3 separate regions of the Zea mays genome follow, and all the other regions are linked to region 2. Evidence: chromatin contacts called from public Hi-C data. All regions are on one chromosome and are shown on one strand. Each heading gives the region's core, a stretch centred on a gene start, on an enhancer-like site or on the middle of the called end of the contact. The rest is flanking DNA. Distances are from core to core; before and after follow the strand shown. Region 1 holds the start of LOC100276961. Region 2 has its middle 54 kb from the start of LOC100275772. Region 3 has its middle 24 kb from the start of LOC103626716.

Region 1 (2,758 bases), core at 137-2,636, 200 kb before region 2:
AAGCTGATGGGCGTGTGCGTAGAGGGGGAGGCGGGACGGGGGGGGGGGGGGGGGGGGGGGGGCGACAGAAGAGGGGCGAGGCCTGGACCACTGAGGTTGCGCTGGCAGGGGGCGCATATCCCGAGCATCGCAGAGCTGAGGCCGGACGAAGGGGGCATGGTAGCTCCCGTGGTCTACAGTAGTTTCTTAATAGGTAGTAGAGATAGATATATCTTTTCTCTGCTACCTATTATAGTTAGGTGTCCGTACGTTTCTACGATTTTTATTCAAACATTTTCTAAACCTTTACAATTAAACCAACTATAAAGATGTTTTTGTTGGTACCCCATTTAAGAAAAAATATGAAGTAGCAAATGGTCGTAGTGGAAGGTCACCAATGAACTGATATAGAGCAAAAGTTGTAGCTTGACTTTGTGCTTCTTATTCATAAATTTGGTTTAATAATGACAATTCAGATAAAAAGGGATAAAATACTATTGTGATTTGTTAGCACCAATATCTCAGTGCATCATGCACTTATAATAATAATTACTTAGCAATTCACCTGTTTTATGAAAACATGCAATTTGTAGGTCGAAGACCCATTATAATGCAGTTTGTAGCTCCAACATTCTTGTTATATATTAAATAAGTGATGAACATGGCTCAGTTAGCAGTTATCGTAGTGGAAGGTCAGCAATGGACTGATATAGAGCAAATCAGCAAAAGCCGCAACTCGACTTTGTGCTTCATGTTCATAAATTGGGTTTAATAAGGGCAATTTAGATAAGAAGAGATAAGATAATACTGTGACTTGTTACACACTGATATCTCAGTGCATCGTGCACATATAATGATAATTACTATCATGTAGAGAAGTGCCATGCTTTAATTATAGTAGAGAAATGTGTCCTATAATTTGCGTTCTCATACGATTTGGCAGGATTGGCTTAATCTATGATTTTCTTGGTAAAGCTTATGCTTATATATTTCGTCACCAACAAAAAAAAATTATGAACAGAGACCGTATATTTCGTGATCACCAGAGACCGTATATACCCGTAGGAGTGCGGGTTGTTTTCGAAGAAATGCAAGGAGTTTTTAAAATTTATTGACGTAGGACGACCGTTAAAACTGGTGCTTTAATATAGTAGAGATATATATACCTCTTAAAATGTAAATGAGAGCTGAATACAAGGAATAACCAGAGAAGAGAAATAGGGAATTGAATGAAAGAGAGATATTTAAAAATGAATAGAAAGAGCGGGGCTGCGGCGGAAGGGTTGCCGAAACCAGTGGATGTTAATCCGTGTTCTTGCCCGCGTGTTGTTAGCCGTTAGGCTCGGAAGCAGGCCCCCGATCTTCGGTTGTCTGAAAACTTGGCCCAACATGAAAACAGTGCGCCTGAAGGCCCAGGCCGTCAGCTCTTGCGGGAAGCACTCAATTGTAATACTGTGAAGTCTGAACCGGCTGGCCTGGCCGTTGCTGAGGGAGAGGATAAAGAACACCGAAATGCCACTCCTGCTGCTCCCACCACCGGCGTGCACCACGGCAGCGACGTCGCTCGCTTTCTCGCGGCCCCGGCCTTCGCGGGCGCGTTGGGCCAACCTCTCTTACGCGTTCCCCCGCCTGAGGAAATACGGGCGTCGCCACCGCGAGCCCGTGGCCGGCCCCAGCCTCGATGATGACGGCGGCGAGGAGGATGAGACGGAGGCAGAGGACTGGGAGTCCGACGATGGCGATGAAGAGATGGAGATAGACGAGGAGGAGTTTCTGACGATGCGGCCCAAACCGGCGGGATTTGGCGAGGGGAAAACATATTCCACTGACATTGAGGAGCAGCTTCTCCGGGAGATGGGCTTTGGCGGGGGCGCGGCGCGGCGAGGAGAGGCGGCCCCGGCCAATCGCCGCGCCGGGGATAGTTCCACCAAAGTAGCTGCCGCAGGTTGGCTCTCTCTCTGCTATCCTGTCCCCTACTAGTATTACGTTATCCTTTCTTTATTTCTTGAGCATGGGAGTTACACTCGGGTACAACAGCGAATTAAAAAAAAAACAAGAAGAAGATCCCCTGTATGTAATTTCATTTAGAAACTAAAAATGTAGCCCGACAACACGTCATGCAAGGTGGCAACATTTATAAAGAAGGGCGGCGAAATTAGATAACGTCGTCAGCAACAAGCCTGAATGCTGCTCTGAATGTAGTCACATCGGCATAATCACAGTTCCTTATGAAAAAAAATCGTTCGTTCATCTTCTTAGAAAACAAAAACGGTGCAAATACTCCTGCCCATCTTGTCATCCCTAACAATCGGACTTAGAAAAGGTAAAAAAATAACAGAATTGCCCACCTTTTCTTTTTCTGGGGTGCTATTTCCCTTTGTTTTAGTTATTTATGACATTTTGCTCAGCTACATTCATGTTGAGAAGATGCCACTCATTTGGTCATCCACCGCTGGAAAGTAAATGCAATGTGTGATATATTTCTCAAATAACCTTGATTGCATTTCCTGCTTTTACTTCCCCCAGGCAAATAGAGATCTGTGTTCTACAACTGAATGTGTCCTTGCCATTCCATTGGCAGAATCTTGAACATTATCAAAATATGATATCCTTGAACTAAGTAAATCCAGAACAATGTTTTGTGTTGGTTGAAAAAGAAATAAATATTAGTGGGGACATGCAAGGTAAGGTTGAGGAAACTGTTTTCTTCAGCACAGAAGTAATTGAACTTTGTGCGAAAAATGTTGAATTCAACCATGAGTCAAACCTGCAATTTTCT
Region 2 (2,930 bases), core at 188-2,687:
ATATATTAATTAGTCCAATTAAGCTTAATTGGTCAAAGCTCAAACGAAATACAACGCATGATACGCAACTAAACGGAAATCCTATCACGTGATCTCGTTCTTCATGTTTATAAATCGTGAATCCGTGATATGTTGCTGCACGCTCGTATCGTAGTCCTTCTATGCCCATGCGTCGCCCCACCGAGGGCTCCTGTCGTGTCGTTGTTAGTCAGTTTCCGCTACGAACTATCCTGCACCTGTGCATATATGTTGCTTAGTTGACGTGTTATATGTTACTTGGTGAGCATATAAACTATAACTAGCAGATATTACAATGTTATATGTTATATAAATTTCTACTAATATAAGAGAGTGTTTGGTTTAGCTTTCTGAACCAGATTTCCTGCCAAAAATCTAGATTCTCAATCAAACGAGTACAATAGTAAAATAGATTGCTAAAAATGTACTAATTTCTCTAGTTCAATTCAGAATAACCTTCTACCTTAGATTTTCTAGATTTCTGTCATTCATGTTACAAAACTTTCATGTTCTTATAGAATCTATAGTTGATATTTGTTTTAACCAAACAAATTTTAGTTTTTTTACAATCATCAGCTCACAACAGATTTCTCGCATCTCATAGTTATAATCAAATTTTCAGGATTCTATATCTGAACCAGACAGACTGGGGTGCCAAAGATTAGAACCCTACCCACTCGGTTTGAGGTGTTTGGCTTCTACCACCGTAACTTATGTATGTTTGTGTTATATGAAGAAGTGATATTGTAACTATATAGTAATAATTTTAAAATAAGAAACATAATCGTGTTTGAATAAATATCTCATTTGAGCAAAGTCTATTTATATGATATATAGAAACCTTATTAATGTATGGGCAACTAACTAGTATATAATAATATGGCAGAAAGGCCCTCTTAACCAAAATTCCTGGCTCCGCCACCGAATTAGTACTTAATTGTTTATAGTTGAATTATTGTTTAAAAGTCCTTAATGTAGAAAACCCATGAGTGACCTAAAACCCACCTGAAACCCGACGAGTTCGGGTACGGGTTTGGAATTACACCCGTGGGTATGATCGTGAGTGGGTTTAGTTAGACTTCACATATGCGACCGTGGATAGATTTTTCTCCACCCAGCTCGAATCCGAACCATTGTCATTCCTAGATACAAAGAGACAAAAATATGGGTAGACTTATCTTGTTATTATTACGAAACGAAAGAGTACATGTTCGTATTAGCCCACTTAATCCTGGGGTAACACTGCTGCCCACGATATTTGTTCTCCTTTTTCTTTACTTCTACTTTTGGGTCGAGCCCACATTCGTTTTTCTTAACTTTTTGGGCCAATGCCACATTCGTTGCCATAGAGAGACTGTTGGGCCGTAACCTTCTTGCCCCTATACACGGTCTTACATGGGCTGATTCATTGTCATGGAGTGACTGCTGGGTCGTAAGCTTCTTGCCCAACACACAATCTTTTTTCGGCTGATATTGTCGGGTTGCAGCGGTCCTCAATTGGAAAAAAGCTCCAAGTTTATGAGACTACTTGAGCTAGAAGCGGTTCGACTCCCGAGCCTTAGATGAGCCAAATGAAGTTAGTTTTGTTGAGAAACCCTAATAAAAGGTTATGTGGGTAAATACCGAATATACTCTTGAGTGGTCTCACGTCTCTATATAAAGAAGCCTATACCCCTCATAATATGAGAACGACAAAAAGAGACCAGAGACTCAATCCTACATATTGTGTCTTGTGTGTTCTCTGAGTGTATGGATTGCTAGGAAAGAGAACGAGGTTATATAACTTCTCGCGCTTCTACTGGTGACGGGAGCGAAGAAAGCGGATCTAGTGATACGTGGTAACATAGTTCTCAACAAGTTTTTGGGCTTTTGTTATGTAGCTAGAGTCGAGCCAGCTCGTTCAAGCTCTTGAGCTGGCTCACGAGCTAGGTCCAAATTGATTTAATAGAGACTAAGAGCCCAAAAATTTGGATACACAAATCTACTTAATTTTTTTTCATTATATGTTATCTACATTGCTCGATCAATTGATTTTACTTAGCCTATGCTTTATTATTCATGTGCATTGCCTATACTAGTTATCTTCTCTAGAATCAAGAAGCAAAGCAGGCCGACTTGCATGCCAGAGTCAAGCCTCTACCTCGAGATCGTAGAAACGTTAAATCTAACCGAGCTCAGCCTGCTCATGCATCGAGTCGAGCTGAGTCTGGCTCTTTTACAGCTCTAGTCCCCATTTAATTGTCATCCCTGCTCGTCACACCCGGTTTTGGACGACAAACCGAATGTAAATCATGTACGTGCCAGGATTAGAAATTCACGTACACAGCGATTACATAATTGGACATTATTACACATAGCTCAAAATAATAGCGGAAATAAGTACTTATTACATCATGATGTCCAAGACATCCACAGAGTCATTAACTTAACATAGATCAAAGTGCGAACACGAAACATAGTACGATAAGGCCTTCACAGGCAGCTGACTGGGGGTTCACCACTAAACACAACTATAATTCGTCGAAGTCCTGAAAGTCCTCCATGTTGCCTTCATCTTCTCCTGAGCACTTATTGCAATAGGGACAACCTGATGTTGGGTGGTTTTTAAAGCAAGGGTGAGTACACATCAACGTACTCAGTAAATGTCCCGTTTGGCTAAAGTGGACTAGCTGTATGTGGAATTAAGCTTGAATCAGTTGCTTTTAGTTGGTCAGGTATTTATTACTAAATAGAAAACCAAGTTTTAGTAATAAACCCAAGTTATTACCCAAATGGCACTCCCTCAAAGAGGAAATACCAAAATACCATAGTTATAATCGTCATCATTAAACATCATCATAAAAGTATCCAGAGTAACTCTAATCAAAGGAGCTCACAAGGCTGCTCATAATCATGGGCACAACTAATATACC
Region 3 (2,799 bases), core at 179-2,678, 250 kb after region 2:
TTTTTCTGTTTTAAAAACTCGTTTAATGTTTATGAAAATACTTTTCACTAGCGATTTTCTTAACTCAACTGCCAGTGAAATCGATTTTCACTGGCGGTTCTTAGTTATCCGCCTGTAAAATGATAATTTCTACTGGCTCCTAGCACCGGCGGTTCCAAGAAACACTAGTGAAAATTGGTTCACAACCGCCGCTATAGAGCGTCTGTGTACTAATGGAACGGGCTCGATCGGTGCCTCTACTGTTGATGTTGATGGTGCCTCGTTACCCGCTCGTTATCATGCATATGATCGTGTGCGAAATAATGTTTGCACCACATATAATAGTGTTTGTTGAGCGGGGTTTGATATAGAAAACAAGATAGAGAATGGGATATACTCCCTCCAGGTCTAAAATTCTTGACGAGAAGTCATTAACTAGAGTGCATGTTTCCCGTTTTACCTTTAGTAAATAAGGTCGTGTGGCATTGGAGGTCATTATATTCTCTTAGCTCATGTGGTTGGAAAGACATTTTTGAAGCCTACGGTCTCCGGTTCAACTCCTGGCCGTGCATTAGAGGCCCTTTTTTCGCGATGGGATTTATTTTGCTGCATCCGTCATTTTTTTCGTTCGCGCCAATGTTGCCGCTGCATGCCATTTTTTTCGCGCCAATGTTGCCGATGCGTGGATGTAATCCGGCTAGCTATCACTAGATGCATTGCAAACGTACTGGTGCCAGATATCCAAAATAATCCAGCTAACCAGATACTACTACTCTACTACTAACTGTGGTGCTTGTTCATGATGGATTTGAATATGGAACCACCGAACAATGAAATTGGTAATGCCGGTCTTCATTTTCTTTTCTTTTTAGCTCGTGACAAAGTGTCTATGCTGCTCCACAATTTCAGCATGTTTAATACGCATGCATGCAGAGAAAATAAGGAGCCCCATGTAGCAAGGGGAATTAAATGCGCAACATTGGTGCACGCTAAGCGCGCATGCAGGGGCAAAAACGGCTAAATTTGCATGCAAAAGCTAAAACATCAAAATTTTTGATCCATTCCTTCGTTGCCTTAAACGTCAATTTAGACTAGAGGGAGTAGGAGAGCTGCTGGAGACGATAGCCTTAGCGCTGTCCGTCATATATACTTGGTTCCTCTCCTTTGTTTTCTTAAGCTAGCTATAGTACACCCCGCAGGTTAATTAGTTACTACATACTCGTAGTGCTAGCTAGGTACCCCGGATTATCCTAGATTAGATCTGTGTACGTGGACAGTAGCATATGAGACGCAAGAGACTCACCAACCACCCACCGCCTTCTGATTCCCTTGCGTCCGCATGCTTCTCCAACCGAGCAGAAAGTGTTGGTGGGTAGGAGTACATGTACTTGGAGAAGTGGGAGATCTCCTCTGCTGCTGCGCTGGGTCCTCACTTGTGCCGCACCGCACGGGGAACATGTGCTTCTTGTGCTGTGCCAGTGCCATGCATGCATCCAACTGTTCCTTACGTAAGTGTGTGCGTGAGCGCGTGGTCAGGGCGCTCGGTCGGTCGGTCGCGGCGCGTTCATGCCTGAAAAATCGCCGTCGAGATGCGCGCGCGCGTGGCTCCACTCCACTCCACCGGGGCTTCTTCTGATCTGATTAATTAATAAATAAATTAATAAGCACGCTCTCGCCGCTCGGCCAGGTTGCATGCACGAGTTGTCCGGTGCGTGTCGGCACGGGCATGGGCGCATGACGCGGAGTCCACGCTACCAGGCCCCGCCGACGCCGACGCCGACGTGATAGATGGCGTCGTCCTGTGTCCTGCAAAAAGATCCTGCTGTCCTTGTTCAGAAAACAAAAAAGAAATCCTCCTGTCCACGGCGACGACGCGCTCTGCCAGCCAGACGCTGCACCTGCATGCACGCACCAAACCACCGGCTTTGCTCGCGCTGGTGTGGCACGTGCGTGCTAGCAGTGGCAAGTCTGTTTGGTTTGGAGTAATCAGGTATTAGGGTTTTTGCAGAATTAAGGTTATGACAATTGGTTGAGTATGAAGGGAAAAATACCATGGTGTTCAGAAGCATTTTCTTGAGATTAATCTCAGAGCTTTGTACATGCCATGCACCTTTGTGATATCGCAATCTTGTACCAAAGATATTCATTCTTTGATATCACACCGTCTTGGTCGAGGGAGGGGCGACACATGTTTTGCCCTTATTAAATAAGATGTTTAGTATATTCTATATGAGAAATTATCATCATAGGTGTACTGGCTAGTAGTGCCAGGAGTTGCAAGACAAGACGTCGCATATTTTTTCCTCATATGAAACATACCAAACACCCTATTTAAAAAATAAGAGTATAGAGACGAGGGGGTCTTTTTTGCCCCTATACTCGGCGGCAGGTCCCCTAGGGATCCTGGTGCCAAAAAAATGCAAAAATATTCATAATTGAGCCTCTGTAGTCCATTATTGGGACGGTAGCCACTCATTTTTTTTTCGCAATATTTCAGTTCTGGAGTATAGTTTTAAAATCTAAATATTTTAAATGAAAAAAAGCGCAACACTAGTGCATAGCGGGGTAACAGGCCACGAGCAATGGGCCATATAAAGCCCATGTACGGATGTAAGAAGCGGTCAGCCCAAATAAGTGAATTACGGTTCCTTCTTCTCGCTCGTGACCAACATCGTTCGCAGGTAATTGTCGTACCTGGTCAGCCCAAATAAGTGTAATTGTATCTAAAGACCATCTTTTACGGCCTTATGTTTTTTTTGGGGTGATAGATTACTCCATTTGTTGGCCCATCACTGCTAAAGAGGCCGAGTGGATCGAGCT

The links. Hi-C and Micro-C count contacts between places; a contact is called where the count stands out from the background.
Region 1: a contact with region 2 is called in a Hi-C map of tassel, with 4 times the contacts expected there. The contact joins the promoter of LOC100276961 here to the enhancer-like site in region 2. A contact is called at or near these places in 3 of 25 Hi-C or Micro-C datasets (ear, leaf and tassel).
Region 3: a contact with region 2 is called in a Hi-C map of tassel, with 8 times the contacts expected there. The contact joins two enhancer-like sites. A contact is called at or near these places in 5 of 25 Hi-C or Micro-C datasets (bundle sheath, ear, leaf and 2 more).

What each region holds. Positions count from the first base shown.
Region 1 is chr5:95,278,896-95,281,653 of Zm-B73-REFERENCE-NAM-5.0, reverse strand. LOC100276961 reads left to right here and starts at 1,386. Exons shown (of 3, transcript NM_001150649.2): 1 at 1,386-1,924. The coding sequence starts at 1,492.
Region 2 is chr5:95,075,303-95,078,232 of Zm-B73-REFERENCE-NAM-5.0, reverse strand. No RefSeq gene overlaps it. Among protein-coding and RNA genes, the nearest start is that of LOC100275772, 54 kb to the left of the region's middle. Within about 2 kb of position 1,437, at least 16 of the 20 cell types and tissues checked have an H3K27ac peak or open chromatin away from gene starts, as enhancers often do. A contact at or near this core is called in bundle sheath, ear, leaf and 1 more, where this site is marked.
Region 3 is chr5:94,820,535-94,823,333 of Zm-B73-REFERENCE-NAM-5.0, reverse strand. No RefSeq gene overlaps it. Among protein-coding and RNA genes, the nearest start is that of LOC103626716, 24 kb to the left of the region's middle. Within about 2 kb of position 1,428, at least 20 of the 20 cell types and tissues checked have an H3K27ac peak or open chromatin away from gene starts, as enhancers often do. A contact at or near this core is called in bundle sheath, ear, leaf and 1 more, where this site is marked.